2 separate regions of the Danio rerio genome follow, and region 1 is linked to region 2. The links are chromatin contacts, called in public Hi-C maps. All regions are on one chromosome and are shown on one strand. Each heading gives the region's core, a stretch centred on a gene start, on an enhancer-like site or on the middle of the called end of the contact. The rest is flanking DNA. Distances are from core to core; before and after follow the strand shown.

Region 1 (4,441 bases), core at 1,014-3,513, 180 kb before region 2:
CCAGCGATTTCACCGGCAGCGCCCTGTCACAAAAACCTGCTGCGCGACATCTGTCGGTCTTTAATCCAAACAACGTCAATGACTGTCCAGCTGTAGAAAAGTGGCGTTTGAAGTGTTTTAATGAAAACAAGAATAAAAGGTGACCCCGGTGATTTCCTTGAGGTTCGAGGAGGCGAAGCGTTACTACACCAATGGAAGATCTCAATCATAGATCGTAGCATAGATGGCGCAGTCGACTGGTCAAAAGCGCCGCCATCTTGGAAAGGTCAACAAGAAGCGTTAGCGCTAAATAACACCCATTTCAGGAATATTGTAAGTTTGAGCAGTTTTGTCATCTAAAGTAATAGTTGGGCAAAAATTATCAATTGTTTCTATTAGTTTTAAAAGTATGAAAACAAGGTGTTATTTTATGCGTTACGTTTTTTTTTCAGACGCTATGACACTCAATACTTACCAGGACTTTCTCAATACTTTGGTCACTTTTGCAAAACTCTTTACACAATTCTCCTAACCGACTTTCAGCTTGGCAAAGCAGTTCATTTCACATTCAAAATGCACCACTACTACCAAAATACTTCATTCAGGTCTCAAATAAAATCATTATTCTAGATAGAACACTAGCAAAGGTTGACAGCCAACAAACACACTTTGTTACCCAAAAACAATGACACAACATATGTAGCATTACACAGTGTTTTCTTGTGTAAAACATTTATAATTGCAATATATATTGTTTATAACTACAATATATGTTACTGGAATTAATCAGACATTACGCAGAATTCGTCAATATTTTATGTCGTTTATTTATTTTTATTTGTTTAAGTAATTCCAAAATACAAGAATTTGTACACACACCATCCACTGATACAGATACAATAGTAATGCTAATCTGGCTGGATAAACTGAATTTTTAGATTTGAAATATGTTTTAATAAAATATTGCTGGTGAATTTTGCTGTCTTACTCGGTTTTGCATTATGTTATTGTTTAGAACATAAGTTTAACAGTTTTGAAAACAGTAGTAAGCACATACAAAATGTCTTGTACGTACAAAGATTTTTGTCAGTTGTTGTGTCTGAGTGAGAATAGAATTCATGAAATTTCAGAGATGTTTTGTCCACACAGACTTCTGTTGTGCTCACTGTGTGAAGAGTTTTGCTAAAGTGACCTAGTATTGAGAAATGTGTCCTAGCGTCAGTAAAAAACTGTAAATAAACTAAATGATTAAAAACCCTAAATGTTAAATTTGGATTAATTCTCATTTAGTTTACAGAAGTAAATAAAAAATGAGAGACATCTTTAAATTGTGTTTCTCTGGATTTACTGTATTTTGTATGAGTTTGAATGAGAGAGAGAGAGAAAGAGAGACAAAGAGAAAGTTTAAGTCAATGGATCTCAGCAACCACTTTACCTTCAAAATATCTTATTTAGATATAAATTCATTCATTTAACTCAACTTATTTAGCACACGTTTACACTGTGGATGCCCTTCGAGCTTCAACCCAGTACTGGGAAACACCCATACACTCTCAAATGCACTACAGCCAATATAGTTTATTCAAGTAACCTACATCACATGCTTTTGGACTGTGGGGGAAACCACAGCACCAAAAGGAAACCCACAAGAACACAGAGAGAACATGCAAACTCCACAAAGAAATGCCAACTGACCCAGCCGGGGCTCAAACCAGCGACCATCTTGCTGTGAGGCGACAGCACTTACCCCTGAGCCACCGTGTCACCTTAGATATAAATATAGCATATATATATATATATATATATATATATATATATATATATATATATATATATATATATATATATATATATATATATATATATATATATATACACACCACACAAGGGGAGAAATTGATGAGGTCTCACTTTTGAGTGATCCTGTTCTTTTGCAATGTTTAGACAATGACATTTAAAAAAAAACTTTTTTGTAGGCTTAATTTCAATTACATTTGCATTTTAAAGGCTACTAATACTTTATTTTTTTTACACGTATTTAACTTCTACTTTAACTACATTAACAGTTCAGCAACTTTTTGATTTTTGCATTTTGAAACCTGCTCTGCCTGTTGCACCACAGTTTGTAGTTTTGACCTTTCCAACATGGCGGACACGCAACCACAGCTAAGGCGTGATCTATCTTTTCAGATCTATGGTCTCTGACGAAACCCTTCTCAGACATGATAAATCAAACAGTTTAATGAAGGGTAATAGAGCTCCAGAACGATTTATATCACATCTGTTTATAATTTAGGGTATCTTACATTCCTCTAAATGTGTCCACCAGTGTTTAGATATAATGTTATTATGTTAAACTTTCTGTAAATGTCAAACTACTTTGGTCACAATTTATTTCAACAGTTTAGCAAGCCAACAGTTTATACATTACAAATAACTTCTGACCGAAACAAATCATACATCTTCAAAAGTTTCTCTAAAATGAGCGAACCAGTTTTACACACAAGCGTTGATGCTCCTTTTCGATTATTACTGTCTTGTGTGAAAGTGGAGAGTTCAGAGGTCCCCACAGCGGTAACACGTGTGTCATGAGATTGTGAGTATTTTGAAAGTTTTCCGTATTACTTAACGTTAAAAGATTGCTCACTATAGTAACTGCTGTTGTGCGGTACGTTCTATTTTATTCACTAAAATCTAACAGGCTCTCTGTGATTATTTCGCTGTGTGATTCGCTAGGGGCTGCCAGACATTTATCTTCTGTTGTGTTTAAGATTATTTAAAGAGTTTACTTTCGTATGATGTTTGTGTGACTTGTGACGTGGAAAAGCTTACTTAAATCGATAAAATGATAAAAGCCAGTCATCAGTTTCTCTTTTATTTCAGATTTGCTCAATGTTTGCCATGTAATTTCACCAATAACTGTCTCCACTTTACAATGTGTACTCGCATTCAAAAATACAATAGTTTGGTGTAAAATGATTTTGCTGCTTTGTTGGGGACAGGTTTAGATAAAGTTGTTTTTTTATTCACACATTCAGACTTTCCCCTAATAATATATTTTTTAGAAAATTCTTTGCAAATACTGAATAAGGAAATCATGTTAGGAGTCAATGACTCTCAAAGTACAACACTGTTGACAGTTAATTAAACAATGCTAATGTTGTTTTGAAGTTTTGCATGTCATTTCAGCCCGAATATTCAACGTTTTTTTAATTATTATTTTTATTTATGCTGTTAACAACACACATGATATAGTAAACAAAATAAAGCTTGGGTGATAGGTGGTAAATAATAACAGCACAAAAAAAGGAAAGAGTATAAATAATTAACAAAAATTCTTACAATTGCAAACAAGCAGGACCTTTACACCAATCAAACATTTTGAAAGGCACAGATGTACAGTTTAATGGCCTGTCTATTAGCACTTTGCTAAATAGTACAAAAGTAATTTTCTGTTCATTTAAAACAAAGTAAATTTTTTTTGGGAAAATTTACACTTATAAATTTGAAACTTAATCAACAAAATAAATATGTTAATAACAAAAGCTTCATTGTTCAAATGATCTTAATCCAAATATTCAAAGTACCGTGGTAAACAATGTAGGAAGCGTGTCACGAGTTGTCACTAAAGGAAGGTGCGAATATAAAACCAACTTTACCTCAAACTGGTTTAGTGGTGTGTGCAGCTGCAGGGTCAACAGTGTAACTACAGATCAATATACATACAATAAAAATCGCTGTAATTGCATCAGCGCTAGGTGTAAGCACAGTATAAAGGTTTTTCTTCAAAGTAAACCAGTTGTATTAGAATAATAATTAAAATGCAAGAACATGGTTGCTGTTAAAAACACTTAATGAGGGTCTAATTAAGTTTGAATTTGTTTATATGTTGTCATGATGTTATTGTTTTTGCTTATGCAAGATTAAATTTAATTTATTTTCAACTTGTAAACTAATGATTTCTCACCTAAAGAAGGAATGGCTGTTATTTAAAAATATATATAATAATTTATTATTGTAACTAAAAATTATTTTTTATTATGCGTTATAGATTGCAATATTAATACAATTTTGAATTAAATAACTCAATGACAAATGTTTACATTTGCAGTATTTATATCTGCTCCAAAATTTGCACAACATCTGTTGTGTACTGGTTGGCGTTACTGTTTTTTTTTTGTCCTGTCTTGTCTGTTCTGTCTTATTTGCACTAAATGTTACACAAACCGCACTTTGCGCTCTTATTCTCATTTTAATATATTATATTTTTGTTTATCTTACCTTTCTTTATTTCATTCTCTATATTTTTTTATAGTTGTGCATAGTCCTTTGTTATATTGTCAGTTTATGTTGTTTGATGTAGCAACTTGGTTCTGGAGGAACATTATTTCGTCTCGCTATGTAGTGCCCTTTATATTGTTGAAATGACAATTAAGCCGACTTGACTTGACTTGAATAACTG
Region 2 (4,222 bases), core at 942-3,441:
AATAGAGTAGTTATGGGTTTTACAGCCTTAAAACATCTAATATTGCAATAATTGTAAGAAATAAGGCGGTCTACTTCGCGGATTCCACCTATTGTGGACTATTTTTAGGAAGTAACTCCCTCGAATAAGTAGGCAACACTCTAATCCATTAATCCACATACACAAAATATTTAAGTAATTCATACATTAAGAAAACCAACTTTAAAATAAAATGCATTTGCTCTCTTTCTCTCGTAATGAGGAGGAGAACTGTTGTAGCCATTTTTGAAAGTTATTACACATTACTTGTGGTTTGTTTTCTTTAATTTGTTAATTGTAAGCATCATAAGGGTTTGGTAAATAGAACGGCAGTAAGCCAGAAGAAATGGAGTGGGTTGGATAATTTCTGACCATACCATTTATTTTTGTTGAAAACTTTTTTTTTCTTCTTTTTTTAACCATTTTTAATTAGTATAATTTGTATTTTAATTTTGACGTATTTTGTGATGGTCAGTTAGCAACAAAATAGGAAGAGTGAATAACATTTGAGATGAAAGTAAGAAGTACTGTATATTCAAGACAAAGCCTGCTACCATGCTTCCATAACCAGTATGTTTCTTTCACATGACGTAATTGATAATAGGGAGGTGCAGGAAGAGATTCCTCTACATAGGAATTGCTATTGAAACATAAGCCTTTTTTTGTGGTGTTTATAATTGTTTAAATCAACCAAAATAAGAAACGTCAAACAGCTTTTATAGACTTTCAAAAGTTTTTGCTTACAAAGGGGGGAAAGTTCAAGAAATGGTTTAAAAAATGGAAGAAAATACAGCTTGTAATAAACATTTATTCAGTACATCCATGTGTACAAACTGTTTTTTACGCGATAATTCACGACTAATAATCATTATATAAAGGCCTAGCTATATGTATTGTGTTAATGTGTTAAATAAAAATCATATACAACCACCACCACACTTGTACAAAATCCAGTAGAACATAATGTAATCCAAGTCTTTACTGGCGTTCCGGTATAATAAATAACCATAATGTTAACATCTAGATGTGTATGTGAATGTTTGATGGTAAGTTCATAGACTAAACAAAAAAGAAGTGCAACTCTTTTGAGTAAACTAGATAGTTATTAATGTCGAGCACCGTTTACCATCCACTAAAAATGTATATAATAATGATGACAATGATAATAATGTTGACTATGCATCCATGCTTTTGAATTATTTCATCTGTTTTTTCATGTATATGTCTGGAAGATGATAATTTATATGTTTTTGAACCACTCTATAGTAAAGTGTATAATGTAATAATAATGGTACAGCTCTTTGTTAATGAATGCTACAGAATACTAGTAAACTGTATGATAAATACTGTAACATTGGTGTAAACTGAGCATTGTGATGATGTATAATTATATAAATGTAGCCTATTGGGTAATATACTTCAGTTGTATTGTACCATAAGTATAAAATTACTCTGACAGTTTAATTCAAGTATGCTTTAAAACACTACAGTACTTACCATCATAGCCATCTACTGCCTCGATGGCAGGCAAATATATTTTAGCTCAGTGGAAAACTTAGTCCTTCTCATAATATACGGTTCATGCCCAACATATGTGCTTATTTTCTATTCATATCTCCTTTGAAGTATAGTATAAAGTGCAAAAATACAGACTTTCCTTTATTTCTCATTCAGTTTTTACTTCCTGCCCTTCCATCTGAATTTCGCACGTCCCCAGAACCACGTGATTGCAAACAACCTATATTCAGATTCGATTAATGTCTTTATTCTTATCTAATATTATCAAATATAAGAGAGTCGCCTTTTAGCAGTTTTCAGTGTTAATGACAAAATTATCCACTGTGCTAGTATGTTTTCGTTTCTCTTTGATTCATCTTATCAAATCATTCAACCACAAAGAGCCAGGGCTGGCTTTCCAAACTTGCTGTTCTCAGCACTAAAAGGCTGCGCACATTTCAGACATTGTGCAGAAAAATGCTTAAAGAAGGAACGTTATGGAGATTTTTAAAGGTGAAATGCTTATTAGATTCTTTATTGGATTGGAAAGCTTTTTATAGGTAGTTTAACTATATATACAAAAATGTAGAATGCCGTTTTCTTCACAGAAAGTGTTGCCAAATTGCCTAATGTATCCATTTTTATTTGTACCAAAGTAACTTGAATGCACAATAGACTTGAAAGCAGCACTTGTTTAAAAAGCCTTGAAGGCAGTCTGACTTTAAATGTCCACTAAAATCATTTTAGAACTGAGAAGTTTGAAAGCGGTCAGACTTTAATTGTTTACAAAGACCACATGTTTTCTTTTAATTCAATTTAAAGCAGTGAAACTCATGAATTTGTGTCTCTGTAACTGTGGCTTAAGTGTCCAAGTACTTTGTGGCGCCGCTGTATATGAATGGTGAATATGAGCTCATGCTACTTCTATCATTAGACTGTGAGAGATAGTGGCTTACTCAGCCAAAACATAATGTGCCCATCCAAGGGCCAATTTAGGTCACCACAGCAGAACTATTGCTTTTTTTATATTATTAGCAGTGCTACTTGAATAGAAAAGTGCAGTGTAAGACCCTGTGGAGTGGAGTTTTTCAGGTTTTGTCATCATGTCTGTGGCGTGATGGATTCTGAAAGAAAGTCCTGACTCATTCCACAAACACAGCACTTTTCTCAGCTGGGCCGCTTGTGGAAAAGTTTACAAGAGCTCCAGAAATTATCCTTCAGTCTGGAATAATGCTGCATTTTGCATGCGTGTGTGTCTGAGAAGTTTTGCAGAAGACCAAAAGTTTGACAGAGTTCACACAAATCACTCAAATGCAGTAATGGGCGAATTTTCGGTGTGGAAATCTATTTTGTGTTGGCAAGTCTGAAGTACAATTTGACATATCTAAACTGGTTACTTGTGCATTATACAGAATGCGTCATTTTATACAGTAAAGTGTCTTTTTAACTCAATTATTTGCTAAATTTCCTTAGACATAAAAATATATTATTATTTTTTAGTTATAATCTCTCTTTTTAAAAAAATAAAAATAGTGACTGGTCTAGTGAATTAAGTTAGTTCTGCAGTCATCAAAATACACATTTTAAGCTCTGTTTAATTAGAGTTATTATTATTATAACCCTTATAAAACAGTGATAGAAATACTAAGTAAAAATGCTACCATCAATAAATTTTTAGTCTTTTGCTTTATTTTACCATAAATCATGATGTTAATATTATTAGTCAATAAAACATCAATATTGGAACTTATTTGTAACATTTGAACTTTAATGTTTTGTTTACTGTTTGCCATTACAACATTTTAATGCATCCTTTGTAAGTGTAAGTATATAAAGTTGAAGTCAACATCATTAGCCTTCCTGTTCTATTTTTTCTTTTCTTTTTTAAATATTTTCCAAATGGTGTTTAACAGAGCAAGGATTTTTTTTTACAGTATTTCCTATAATTTATTTTTTCTTCTGAGGAAAGTATTTTTATTTCAGCTAGAATAAAAGCAGGTTTTAATGTTTTAAGGTCAATACTGTTAGACCACTTAAACAACATTTTTTTTCCCCATTGTTTACAGAGCAGAGCACAATTATATAATGGCTTGCCTAATTAACTCAGTTAAGCCCTAAAATTACACTTTAAGCTGAATCTTGAAAAGATATCTACTAATATATATATATATATTGTCAACAAAGAAAAAATAAATCAGTTATTATAAATTAGTTATTAAAATCATCATGTTTACAAATGTGTTTGAAAAAAAATCTTTTATTAAACAGAAATTTGGGGAAAAAATCTACAGGGTGAGCTAATAATTCTGACTTTAACTGTATACACGTAAATGCCCTGAATGTGATCGATCATTCTTTGACCACCTTTCATGACCCTAAGCACCCTAAATACACTCACCAGCCACTTTATTATGTACACCTTACTAGTACTGTGTTGGACCCCTTTTGCCTTAAGAACTGCCTTAATCCTTAATGGCATAGATTTAACAAGGTAGTAGAAATATTTCTCAAAGATTTTGATCCATATTGACATGATAGCATCACGCAGTTGCTGCAGATTTGTCGGCTTGGCATCATGATGCCAGTCTCCTGTTCCACCACATCCCAACTTTGCTCTATTGGGTTGAGATCTAATGACTGTGGAAGCCATTTGAGTAAAGTGAACTCATTGTCATGTTCAAGAAACTAGTCTTAGATGATACATGCT

The links. Hi-C and Micro-C count contacts between places; a contact is called where the count stands out from the background.
Region 1: a contact with region 2 is called in a Hi-C map of skeletal muscle, with 2.7 times the contacts expected there. The contact joins the promoter of urb2 here to the enhancer-like site in region 2. A contact is called at or near these places in 4 of 18 Hi-C or Micro-C datasets (caudal fin, hematopoietic stem cells, skeletal muscle and 1 more) and 2 of 4 datasets of contacts at active chromatin or transcription factors (caudal fin and embryo).

The regions. Positions count from the first base shown.
Region 1 is chr13:27,444,927-27,449,367 of GRCz12tu, reverse strand. It overlaps urb2 (URB2 ribosome biogenesis homolog), which reads left to right and starts at 2,263. Exons shown (of 10, transcript NM_001123301.2): 1 at 2,263-2,575. It overlaps abcb10 (ATP-binding cassette, sub-family B (MDR/TAP), member 10), which reads right to left and starts at 193. Exons shown (of 14, transcript XM_073920892.1): 1 at 1-193.
Region 2 is chr13:27,265,475-27,269,696 of GRCz12tu, reverse strand. All of the region lies in intron 10 of galnt2 (UDP-N-acetyl-alpha-D-galactosamine:polypeptide N-acetylgalactosaminyltransferase 2), which reads left to right. Among named protein-coding and RNA genes, the nearest start is that of pgbd5, 58 kb to the right of the region's middle. Within about 2 kb of position 2,191, at least 2 of the 62 cell types and tissues checked have an H3K27ac peak or open chromatin away from gene starts, as enhancers often do. A contact at or near this core is called in skeletal muscle, where this site is marked.